2 separate regions of the Triticum aestivum genome follow, and region 1 is linked to region 2. A link is a contact called in public Hi-C data. All regions are on one chromosome and are shown on one strand. Each heading gives the region's core, a stretch centred on a gene start, on an enhancer-like site or on the middle of the called end of the contact. The rest is flanking DNA. Distances are from core to core; before and after follow the strand shown. Region 1 holds the start of LOC123187739. Region 2 holds the start of LOC123187736 (SAC3 family protein B).

The links. A called contact is a pair of places that touch in the nucleus more often than the background predicts.
Region 1: a contact with region 2 is called in a Hi-C map of leaf, with 5 times the contacts expected there. The contact joins the promoter of LOC123187739 here to the promoter of LOC123187736 in region 2. A contact is called at or near these places in 2 of 5 Hi-C or Micro-C datasets (both in leaf).

What each region holds. Positions count from the first base shown.
Region 1 is chr2A:91,703,250-91,709,466 of IWGSC CS RefSeq v2.1, forward strand. LOC123187739 reads left to right here and starts at 4,094. Exons shown (of 4, transcript XM_044599663.1): 1 at 4,094-5,116. The coding sequence starts at 4,317.
Region 2 is chr2A:91,169,017-91,174,963 of IWGSC CS RefSeq v2.1, forward strand. LOC123187736 (SAC3 family protein B) reads right to left here and starts at 3,112. Exons shown (of 17, transcript XM_044599661.1): 1 at 2,620-3,112; 2 at 1,681-1,809; 3 at 207-401; 4 at 1-12. The coding sequence starts at 3,005.

The DNA of each region.
Region 1 (6,217 bases), core at 2,844-5,343, 540 kb after region 2:
ATTCCCAAATAATTATGGAATGATCCAGACCGATAATGATACTCTTGAGTAGTAGTACATGTGTTATTAGCTAAAAAAGAGAGCAGCCTGAATCGTGCTACGAGCGACGTCATGATGGATCAGTTGATCACCAGGGCAATCATGGCAGAACAGAGCCGATGCGCTCTGCCGCGAGCAGCACCCCGCTGCCATCTTCAGAACCATCCCCTGAACATCCCTGACACGACAGGCCAAATCCAAAATCGATAATTGAGACGGAGCCAGAAAGCGTCATGCCACATTGCCACTGGCCTCTGCCCACTGTTCAACATGGCCGCTGGTGCGATCCTCTGACGCCGCGGTACCTCGTCGGTGGTGGGGCGCCGCCGCGGTGGTGCCGATCGAACGACGGACCGGGCGTCGCGGGTGGAGCCACCGGCGAGAAAGTACGTGCGTCCTGCTCGACTTTCAGGTCGCGCTTCACGTGCTGGCTCGTCTCATGGATCCCTATCCCCGCCGCGGCCCGTGTCCTCTTCCCCCTGTCCGCGCGTGCACGCATCATGTCGCCATGACGATCGATCCATGGATCCATCGGTCCTCTCGTTGTCCGTCTCGCTTTTGCGCCCAGAGCCCGTGAGCTTTCCCGGCCGATCGGCATCACGCGTCCGGGTCCGGCCCTTCCAGACCTACCTGCTACGGGCAGCAGCTAGATGTGGAGTGGCTTTTGCGGTGGCGTGGAAGCTGCGGTGAGAGCAGACCAGCTCGTCCGTCCGCTCATGGCACCATGATTGGCACTGATTGATCCTCTGATTCCTAATGCGCCGGGGAAGGGGACAGCGTCGTCGTCTACGTACGTACACGCTTTTCTCCCGAAAGCCGGAAAGCGGTCGAGCTACAGTATTTTCGTCGTCTTTTTTGCGAGAGGTTAGTTAATCCACCGCTGAGTTTTGTATGACTTGAACTTTTCTGGGAAGCTTCGGAATCGGAGGATTTTTGCTCAAGCAAGGTAGAGGGTTTTGTGGTAGTACTCCATCCGTTCGAAAAAATTTGTCCCTCAAATGAATGTATCTGCATCCATTTGAGAAATGAGATTGGGACAAGTTTTTTTAGACGGAGGGGGTATATGACTTGACAGTGCAGGGATTCAGGAGTGCGTGACACCGACGCCGCCCGCATTTGGAGCGGCAAAACTAAACTAGTCTGGAAGAGCTCGGGATGCTTTTGCTCCGGGAAAGATCAATCGATCGGGGATGCATACGAATATAGTACGATACGATACGACGCGGTTACACCTACCGCCGGGCGCCGGCCATGCAAAAGTTGCAGTGGCGCAGACAAGAAGCATGCGTCCGTCCGCCGTGGCCGCTCGCTTCCAGAAGAAACCCGAGGCAGGTGCGTGAGGTCAACGTACGGACCCGGCCCCAAAGAAGGAAATCACTACTGGTTGAGTAAAACAATGGAGGAAAACCAATAAGCATAGCCCCTACCACCTGCTCAGAAAACATGGCTCACCTTACGTTGTACTACGTGCCCTCAGCCAGAAATACAGAGTCGTTTGTTCGGTACGGGCATGGCGAGTAAACAAAGAGGCCGGCCGCCTCTGTTCAGTGGTCACGCGGTCCTTTCCGGTCAGTTGATCAGTCAACGACCACACTTACGGAGTACTCCTACAAAATACGCAGTGAGATCGTCACCATCCACAAAATATACGTATAACCAGCCATCTAACCCCCACACGAACCACTACTCCACGCTCTACCGTGACGGTGTCAACGTCGTATCACAAACCACTCGATCTCCACGCAAATATTACGAAAAGTTGGTACGGATTAATACGAGCACAGCCGGCCACTCGACGTACGACAGGTGTCTCGGCATGTACTGTACGTACAGCAGCGTACGGTTCTCGATCCGTATCGCGCGCGTATGACGCAACGGGGCGGCTCTATCGCCCGTGACCAGCAAAAGGCGAGGCGATCGCCGCACCTGACACTATGCCCGAGCAGGGGAGCGGATCGGGCTCGGTCGAGTCGGCATTCATTTCGCGGCTCGTGGAAGTGGTTGGAGCCGCCGAAAAGACCCGACACGCCCGGGGGCCGCCCCGCCAGCGCTGTCCGTCCATCGCCCAATACATGCTCAAACTGTAGCGCCAGCCCTGTAATGCCAGCACCGTGTTTCCATTCTTTTTTCCCTTGCTGCTGCTGCTGCTTCTTCTTCTTCTTCTTCTTCTTTTTATAGCAAACGTATTTGTTCCATACGGGCGGTGCATCAGAGCATCTATAACCCGATATGGCAAATTCGGCACCTCAAACTTCCATGAACGCCACCGAGCACGTCCGTCTCATATTTAATGCTATGCATCCGATATTTCATCCCCTAGATCCATACAAACCGTGCAAAGGATTTTCTACATAGTACATACACAATACTAGCCTGAACTAAGCTTTTGTCACCGAAGATGTCCACGACATCCGTGCCGGGCGTCGAGTAGATGGGTGTGTAGGAGGGCTTCGGCTCCTCTTTTTCCTCATCCATAAACGCGAGCATCTCGTCGACTCTACCGCATGCTCCGCCATCGCTTTTTGCGGAAGACGACACTTGGCCTTCGTCGCCTATTTCGACGGGAGGGAATCGAGGATCGCCTGCAGATCCGCATCTTCACTGCACCCACGTCCTCCTCCTGCCCCGCGTCCTTCCCATTCGTCTTCCCCACCTCCTCCTCCTCCTCCTACTCCTCCTCCTCCTCCCCCTCCTCCTTCTCCGGATCCACCTCGTCCGGAGGTAGCCCAGCGGTGATATGGGTTTCGCGCCTTGCCCAGATCTGCTCAAACAGCTACAGTCAGCACTCCGGCATTAGATACGAGTAGCTCCTTACCCGAAGGCGTGGGGGCATGACTACTACTAGTGACGAATGCGCGAGTGGGAAGTGGCGGTGGCGGCGACGGACAACATGGGAAAATGTGAATGGGTAGGGTTTCGGTGCCGGTGGCCGGCTTAAATAGCCGTCCCAGGGCACTATGCGGCCCACTGGAGTGGCATCACGCGTTGACAAAGGAGACCAGCATCAGATTGCCGGGTTTCGGAGTGTTTCGTGTGGAACTTGACCGTCAGTCCGGACGTTTGAGGCTTATTTAAGATGGCTGGGGTCGGGTTTTTTGACCGGTCATTAACTGGGTCGTCCGCCCGGCTGTATGAGAGAGGTTTGGGGTGCCGGGTTGTAGATGCTCCTATACTATTTCAGCTGGTCATCTTAGCCGATCAAAAATCCTTTTCTGTATATATTTTGTGGTTGTGTAATTGGTACTAGTACTCTGCTACGGGATTGTGTGCTCCTCCACTTCAGGCCAACTCCACCGTATGACCTCAAACGGACGTCCCCTTTGTCCGGATTTCATCCGTTTGAGGTAGCAATGGGTAGCAAAACGGACATGCGTGTCCGGCTCATGTTGGAGGCACCCAGTGCAGCTGACTACCCCAAAATATCTGCCTGCATTTTGGCCCACGTCTGCGCCTCATCCGCCCACAAGCTCGCGCTCTCGCTCTCGCTGCGCCGCATCAGTGCTCGCCGGGGTGTAGCAGCAACACCCGAGCTCGCCCGTGCGCCCGTACCTGCCCACCCGACTGCCCGGTCACGCCACGCTCGCCACACAGATGTCGCAGCTGCTCGCCCCGTGCTTCGCCTGCTCGCCAGCGCGGAGGCTGCAGCAGCAACCGCGCCCGCCCGCAGCCCACGCGCTCCGAGCCTTGCCGGGGCGCTCGCCCACGCGCGAAGTTGCGGCACATGCAGCAGCGACGGCGGCTGGCTAGCTAAGCGGGTCTGCCGTTAGGTCGTCTGGTATGTCCGTTTTATCTTGAACGGACGCATCCGGATAAAATGGGGTCGCGCGGTGGAGTTGGCCTCACTCCGGTTTGGCAGAGGAAGAAGATACCCTGGAGAAGATGGCACAGAAAAACGACGACGCTGCAGCGACCAGCGGATCTCGCTTGTGACCACGTCCACGTACGCACTAGTACGCGCGAATAATCCGCGACCACAGTCATCTGACGTGCGTCGAGCTAACCAGCAGTACAAAATCCCCCCCGGTGACGGCAGCGAAGCGAGCCTCCACAGCAGAGGCACGCGGAGCCGTCGCCGTCGCCGTCGCCTCCCCGTGTCGCTAGCCGGCCATGGAGTAAGTAAGTAAGCAGAGCAGGGAGTAGTATATTACGCCAAGCCAAAGCTTGCCTGCCTCCCCGGCCGCGCTCACCAGCACGACACCGGCCGCGCACGCCAACGCAAGCCAAGGCGGCGGGTGGGCGGGAGCGCGCGCTTTTCTTGCACCGACTTGCGGCGTCGGATGCTCGTGGCCGCGCTGAGGCACATGCTGCGCCGCGTCCTCGCCGGCCTCCGCGCGCTGCACCCGCGCCCGCGCAGACGCCGGCAGGGCGGTGCTGGTGGTGGCGCTGGCGCTGCTGCCGGTGCCGGAGCGGCGACGGTGCCCAAGGCGCGCGTGACCGTGCGCCGGCTGGGCAGCAACGGCGGGAGCAGGAAGGCCGGCACCCCGCGCGGCGGTGCTGATGGGTCGGCGCCGGGGGAGGGACGGCAGCCGGTGACCATCCGCGTGGCGACGTTCAACGCGGCGCTGTTCTCCATGGCGCCCGCGGTGGCCGCAGTCCCTGAAGCGGGAGCGGAGCGCGAGGCCGCGCGCCGGAGCGGCGCCGGCACGGGCACGGGGGCGCGGCCGCGGCCCAAGGGGATCCTGAAGGCGCAGGCGAGCCTGCTGTCGCGGGCGCCGAGCAAGGCGCGCGTGTCCATCAACCTGCAGGACAACGAGATCTCCCTGGACCGGAGCGGGCGGCTGGTCGGCAGCCCGAGGGCCCGGAAGCCGCATCAGGTGATCGCGGGCGGGCTGGACGCGAGCCGGCGGCGGAGCGTGGAGGAGGTGCTGCGGGAGACGGGCGCCGACATCATCGGGCTGCAGAACGTGCGCGCCGAGGAGGAGCGCGGGATGCGGCCGCTGTCGGAGCTGGCGGGCGCGCTGGGCATGCGGTACGTGTTCGCCGAGAGCTGGGCGCCCGAGTACGGCAACGCCGTGCTCTCCCGCTGGCCCATCAAGCGCTGGAAGGCGCTCCGCGTCGCCGACCAGTCCGACTTCAGGTCAGTCAGTCCGTCAGTCGCCCTCCTACGGCGTCGCTCATTTCTGTTCCTGCATCGGATTCGGGGCTGCGGGTCACGTCGTGGTCCGAACGAATGTTCCATCCTCTTCCACTGTAAACGAACGAACGAACCCACAGCCGGCCCGCAGTCAAACGTCGCCAGTGCGCCGCATTAGTGCCCCGTCCTTGCGCCCGACCAGGGCTCGTGTGCCGCTGGCCATGCCAGGCCGGCGACTGTTGCCGGACAGCGGCGCCCGCTCGTCGGCGCCACCGGCGTGCTAGCCTAGCCCGTGTCCTTTTCGACCCAAGCAGCAGCATCTACTACTACCACTAGCTAGCTGCTCGTTTTCGCATGAACGTATGGTAGTTGTGCATTGCATGCGTTGCGTCCCCGGCCGGACCCCGCCCGGTCCGCCGTGCATTATTGCCGGTCGAAAGAAGCCTAAACAATCTCCATGGAAATTCCTGAGTTTCAGACATAACCTTAAAGCTTCTTCTCTTTTTTCTGCTCATTTTAGTATTGTTATTTCTCTCGTGGAAGCTTCTTGTTGCTTAGCCAGGCAGTGTCCCGGCTGACCCGTGTTCCGAGCCAAAAGCGGTACGTAGTAGGCACCGGGCTTCACCTGCCACTAGCGCTTGTCAACCCGAAACCCACGCCCGACAGGCAGCTAGATGCTTAGGGAGTAAGTATGACACATCTTGATCCACAACTTAGCTAAACTGCCTCTTTGTTTAGGGTTATTAGTTTAGTACCAAGCCATGGATTAGGTGAAACAGCTCCCTTGGCGCCTGGCACCACACACGCACACACACTCTTTCTCTCTCTCTGCATTCAGCGTCCACAATCCAAGGGCAAACGGCCGGCTCCCGAGGGTCCATGCTTTTCTCTCTTCTCTTTGGTAGCTTTCCCCGTGACTGATCAACCGGAGTCCATGGTTAGAACGACGGTTAGGGTGCCGCGGCGTCGCCGTCGGCGAACAGTCCGGAGTAGCTGGGCAGGCCCTTTCCGGGCGACGGCGGCTTCAATTCGGATCCACGGACGGACAGCCACCCACGGCCATGCAAGGAGGCCACGACAAGTTATTGCACTGCGTTTTTGTTT
Region 2 (5,947 bases), core at 1,862-4,361:
GATAGATTAGGCCTGAAATATCAGTAAAAACAGGGAGATAAGCAGCACAGCACGACCAGTGACATTTAGTACTGAAATACTAATTATTAGCTAAGTAACCGGTACTACACTCTTTTATGAGATAATTTGCAGTGAGACACTAATAAAACTTAAAATACAATTAGAGTAAACAATTACTAGTTGACAATTTCTATCGAAGAACTCACATTTGCACATGATCATGAGGCTCAGCACGCTGTGTAGGAGTTAATTTTGGAAGGCTTGATGATGGTCTAAACTGTCTGCTCATGTCTAATGGTGGTGATCTTGCTGTCTTTCCAGTCTCTGGAGGTTGCATTCTCATTTGCACTGAAGATTGCGCACTTTCATTTTCAAACAACGGGTCTGCATAGTTTACCAACCTATCGATGGAAGAGACATTAGATTTAAAAACACTGATAGCTGTACCCACAAGGTTATAGTTGCAAGCTCCAGGGAAACCCAACTGAACTCACATCCAACAGAAAAATCCTCTCCAGACCTACACAACCATAATCCATGTAGGGTGGTCCATACAAAGACATGTCAAGCATGCCAGCTAAGATCAACTACACAACATGTAGCGTATCCTAGTATAATGATATGCACCATTTTTCATTTAAGAACTGACGGTGATTGATGTATTGTTCTCTGACCATGGCCTTCTGGCAAAATAACGTACTCCCTCCATTCCCTTATACAAGGCCACAAACTCATATTACAGGTACCAAGATAAAATTTAATGACTCCTTTGCAAGTCAACTTTTCTTTTAGTTAACCAGGATCATTAATACATCACAAGTATGCAACCAATGAATGAGAAGGAAGTGACTGAGTGTCATTATGACTACATGCATGTAAGTATTAAAAAGTTGCTAGTACAAGGAAACATCATTAATTTTTGCCTCGATTACTGTTGGTGGCCTTGTATTGATGCAAAATGTATTTTTGATAGTCGCCTTGTATAAGGGAATGGAGGGAGTATAAACAACAGCATTGGTACCTTTGGTTTTAGCCCAAGGCTGCCCTACCAAATACTACCTCCGTTCCCTAATATAAGACCTTTTAGCTTTTTCTTGAGTCGTATGTATCTAGACACATTTTAGTATGTATGTACACTCATTTTAGTATGTATGTATCAATATTTTGAAATAGCTAAAAGGTCTTATATTAGGGAACGGAGGGAGTATTTGGCTAGCCAAAGTTTGGTCAAGCTTTTGCTTACCCATGAGTTTGCTAACATTGGCAAGAAATGAACTAGAGTGGGCAAAAGAGAAGTTGGCATTTCAAAAGTACTGGCAACTATCCAAGCAAAGACCAAAATTTTGGTCATGAGCTGAAAATTGGCAGGGTGAGCTTTGTCCACCATCCAAACATACCCTAGAGTTCAGCAGAGAGTGATGAATATTTGGCTCAGTGGCTCATTGCGCAACTTTCAGAAGAAGATTGCATTGTACTGACAAGGATTGTCCCACCTACAACATTTGGACGACTTAAAGGAGAACAGTCGCTGGGTGACCTATATCTACGTATCAAGCCCTTATGTACAAATTTTCTGCACGCCATGTATACAAATGTTTTAAAGATATTGACTGGAATATATTGGATGTCCATTATGAATTCAGATAGCTTGACGAGAGATACAACATGAAGTAGTTTTACCTTCTTTGCCCCATACCATTATCATTTTCTGAAGGAACATTCACATGCTGATTTGATAGATTCGGCGGGGACCTGCTCCTTGAGGAAATACCAGGATGCATGGGCCTGCCTATGGATGGTGCAGCTACTCTGAATGCGAACACAAAAACAATCCATCAATAATGTACCATGGGTATCGCAGGTTTGGAACTGCAACCAGATGGGCTAGGATTAGGTGATTAACCACCAAAAAAGTTAGATCTTAGTCTACCATTCCAGCAGCAAGGCACCTTATCAGATATTTTGAGTTGGCTTGAACAACATGCAATTTTAGATGTTCCTTTTTATGTGCCATACCCTGCTCAATATCATTCACTTGGTACACAGTCACCAGTGTGGCTAAGTCTTGTGAATTGGCAAGTCCCTCCGTAACAAAATAAAAGATGTTTTTTATGCCCTATGCAAAACCAAAAAACGTCTTATATTTTGATACAGGTAGTACATGGTTGCTTCGTGCCATGCCAAGTCTTGCGAATTGGCTACATGGTTGCCTCGTGCCATGCCACGATCTCTAACGATCAACTTAGGACAATCCGTATTGTAGAAACTAGATCACTAGAGTTGCTATGACGCGCTAATAGTCAAATGTCGCAGGCATACGACCAAATACAAACTCATATGCGCATTTAGCCATCTCCAATGGGGAAACGGAAATCATACTCTATGCAATCACTGAATATGTGAAACTACTGCGAGTGGAATATATCTGCACAACGCCAACTACACTATGCGTCAGATTCTGAAGCTACTACACGCCTGTTCTTACAGTTACAGCTACTTGGATGCAACAGCAAAGCAAGTACAGAACAGAAACCTAGCCGACACTAGCCAGCCAGCTCGACAGCAAAGCTCAAACAACACAGATGCCACTTGAGGGTGTGGGGGGTGGGGAGCACTCACCTCGGCTGAGACTGAAGATGGCGCGCGGCGTGGCGAGCGGTAGCAGCGGCCGCGCCTGGGTCGACGGCACGAAGAGGGCTCGGAAACCTCACGGGACCGGAGGCGCCGGGAGCAGCTGCGGCCGGGCGCGCGGAGGGTGCCGGTATGGGGATGGGAGAAGTAGGGTGAGAGATGGGAGCCGCTGCGGAGAGCTGGGGGCGAGCGCTCGGGAAGCGCGAGGAGGGGGGCACGAAGGGGGCGGCCGGGCGAGCCGAGGGGAACTGCACGGGGGCGGGCTGCGCCGCGGGAGAAGGGGCGGTGGCCGCGCCGGCGCCGAAGGCGAGGGGCGCGGAGCCCGGGCCGCGGTTGAGGGGCCCCGCGTCGCGGCCGAAGCCGGATGCCTCCATCGCGGGGCGCGGAACCCTAGCCGGCGGCGGGTGTTCGTCGCCGGCGCGCGTGGAGGGAGGAGGAGTGGGGTTTGAATTGCAGAGAGATCGGAGGTGGGGAGGGGAGGGGAGGGAGCCGCCGGGTCGAAGCTTTTGGGTTAAGCGGCTCGGCGGGCAAAAGGGCTACTGACAGGTGGGGCCGGGCCGTCAGCCGAAGGTGGAATCAATTGTAGAGAGGTGCCTGCGGAATCGTGTATTCAGCTGTCACTCCTCGTGAGGTGAAGCTGTGAAGGCCGATTATCTTGGCCGTTCATGCATTAACGAACGGAACTGATAAGTCCCGAACGTTCGACGTTTTTACACCTCGTCCCGAACGCACTCGTAGCCGTCGCACGCATCTTGACGATAGCCCTTGCCACGTCATCACCAGGAGTCGTTCGGGACGAAGCCAAAATCGAACGAACATTTTCACTCGCAGGCGTCAGCTCCCTCAGTTATCACCACATCTCTCCATTCGACCCCCCACCCACTCTCTTAGGCTGGTCATAGTAGTGAGTAACTTACACTAGTGTCATGCATATGACACTAGTCTAAGTTACTATTTTTATAGTGTAAAGTAACATAATAGTAGTGTTATAGACGGTTTTATTTATTAACTTGTAGACTTATTTTGTATTAGGAAACGCTATGTTACAGTAACATATTATGTTACTATTTCTCATTAACTACTTGTCACATAAGTAAAAATTTCTTGAAGTGTGTTATATTACTAGCTAAGTTACTCATACTATGACAACGGCGTTGGGCAGGTCGGGACAACGGCGAAGGCGTCCGGCGGTCGGAGCGGCGGATGGTGGCGTGCGAGTCCGGCGGCGATAGATGCAGGAGGCTTCGGCGTTGGCTGGGCACCAGGCCGCGGCCTTGCATGTCACCGGATTTGAAGGAGGGGACGACCGATGTCGGGCACGCGGGGACATCGGCGAAGGCTTTCGTCAGTCGGAGCGGCGGGCTGCGGCCCTGCGCGTCACCGGATTTAGAGGAGGCCTGCGGCCTTGCGGGACGGCTGCGGCCATGCGGGCAGCAGGGTGCGGCCTCCGCGGAGGGCGGCGACCGGCACAGGCTTGAGCCGGGCTAGCTGTGTCGTCGGCAGAGGGGCAGGCGGCGGCCATGGCTCTTCTTCTTCATGCCACCGGATCCCAGGCCCGCTGGCCTCCGATGGTTACTGGCGGCCATCTTCTCACGTGGGCGGCGAACACGGGGCCACGGCCACGCCATTGACCCGATGTTGACCCCCACAACCCCTGTGAGCATGTTTTTCAGGTTTTAATCATAGCAGCATGGCAACAAACGTATATTGATTTTACCATCACAGCAATTTTTTAGATCCTAACGATGGGTAGCATGCTTTTCTAATTGCTTACATGGCAAGTAACTGATTTTTTCTCAACTAACCAGGGCAACATCATTTGCCCTGGAAAATTATTATATCAATTTGACATGGCAATTTTACAAACATTGAATACCTACCATCTTTGTTTTTCTAAATAGTTGCCATGGCAATTTTTGGAATGATTTTGATACGAATTTCCAGAGACCGTGGCATCATACGAAGGATGGCATTTTTAATTAAACACCGTGGCAAAATTTAAATACCCATTTGTCATGGCATTTTTGATTCACATTTGTTGTGTTAATTTACATACTCGGCAATTTTCTCATTCAAAAACATGGAAACTTTAATTGGAATACCATGTCAAATTTTAATACAAATATGTCATGGCGACTAGAAGCTTATATTTGCCATGTTTAAAAAAAATGATGGACCTATTTGATGATGTGGATAGTTTGTATGTCAAGATAAATAAGATAATGGGGAGAATCTCTTAGGTATATAGGATTTGGCAAAATTTGGATTTTGAATATAGCATGGCATTTTTTAACTAATTTAGACCATGTGAATATCTTTAATTAGATCATGAGAAACTTAATTTATGTATTATGGCAAGGTTAGGTCAAGTACGATCGCAAACTTAATTTTTGTACCATGCCAAGCTTATAATTCAAGGAAAATCATGTCGACATGGTCTTTTTTACATTTGTTTGGTAATGTCCACATGGCAAAAAATCACACTAGATGGCAAAATTTCTGTTTTTTGTGTGTGATTGGTGGCAGTTCTTCATGTAATTTTTGCCACGACAAATTTTCTTTTTTTCTTTTCTGTAATGGCAATTTTACCTCTGTTAACACGGAAAATGTAACTACACCGCCGTGGCAAAATCTTCATTTTTATTGCCATGGAAATTTTACTTTTATTTTTGCCATCCCAATTATTACCTTTTTTCGACCATGGCGGATTAACCTTTTATTTGCCATGGCAAATTTATCTCTGTCGACATGGCAAATTTTATTTAACATACATGAAAAATTTACTTTTCGTCACTCGTGGCAAATTTACTTCTATGGAGCATGCCAAGTTTTACTTCATGTTAACGTGGCAAATTTAACTACACCGGCCATGGCAAACTCTTCATTTTTAGCCATGGCAATTTTACTTTTATTTTTGCCAGCCAAATTATTACTTTTTTATTTTTCGACCATGGCAAATTAAACCTTTTTATTTGCCATGGAACATTTATCTCTATTGCCATGGCAATTTTTATTTAACATACATGGCAAATTTACTTTTCGTCAGTCGTGCCAAATTTACTTCTATGGAGCATGCCAAGTTTTACTTCACGTTAACATGGGAAATGTAACTACACTGGCCATGGCAAACTCTTCATTTTTTTTGCCATGGCAATTTTAATTTTATTTTTGCCAGCCAAATTATTACTTTTTTGTTTTTCGGCCATGGCAAATTAAACCTTTTTATTTGCCATGGCAAATTTATCTCTATCGCCATGGCAATTTTTATTTAATATACATGGCAAATTTACTTTTCGCCACTCATGGAAAGTTTACT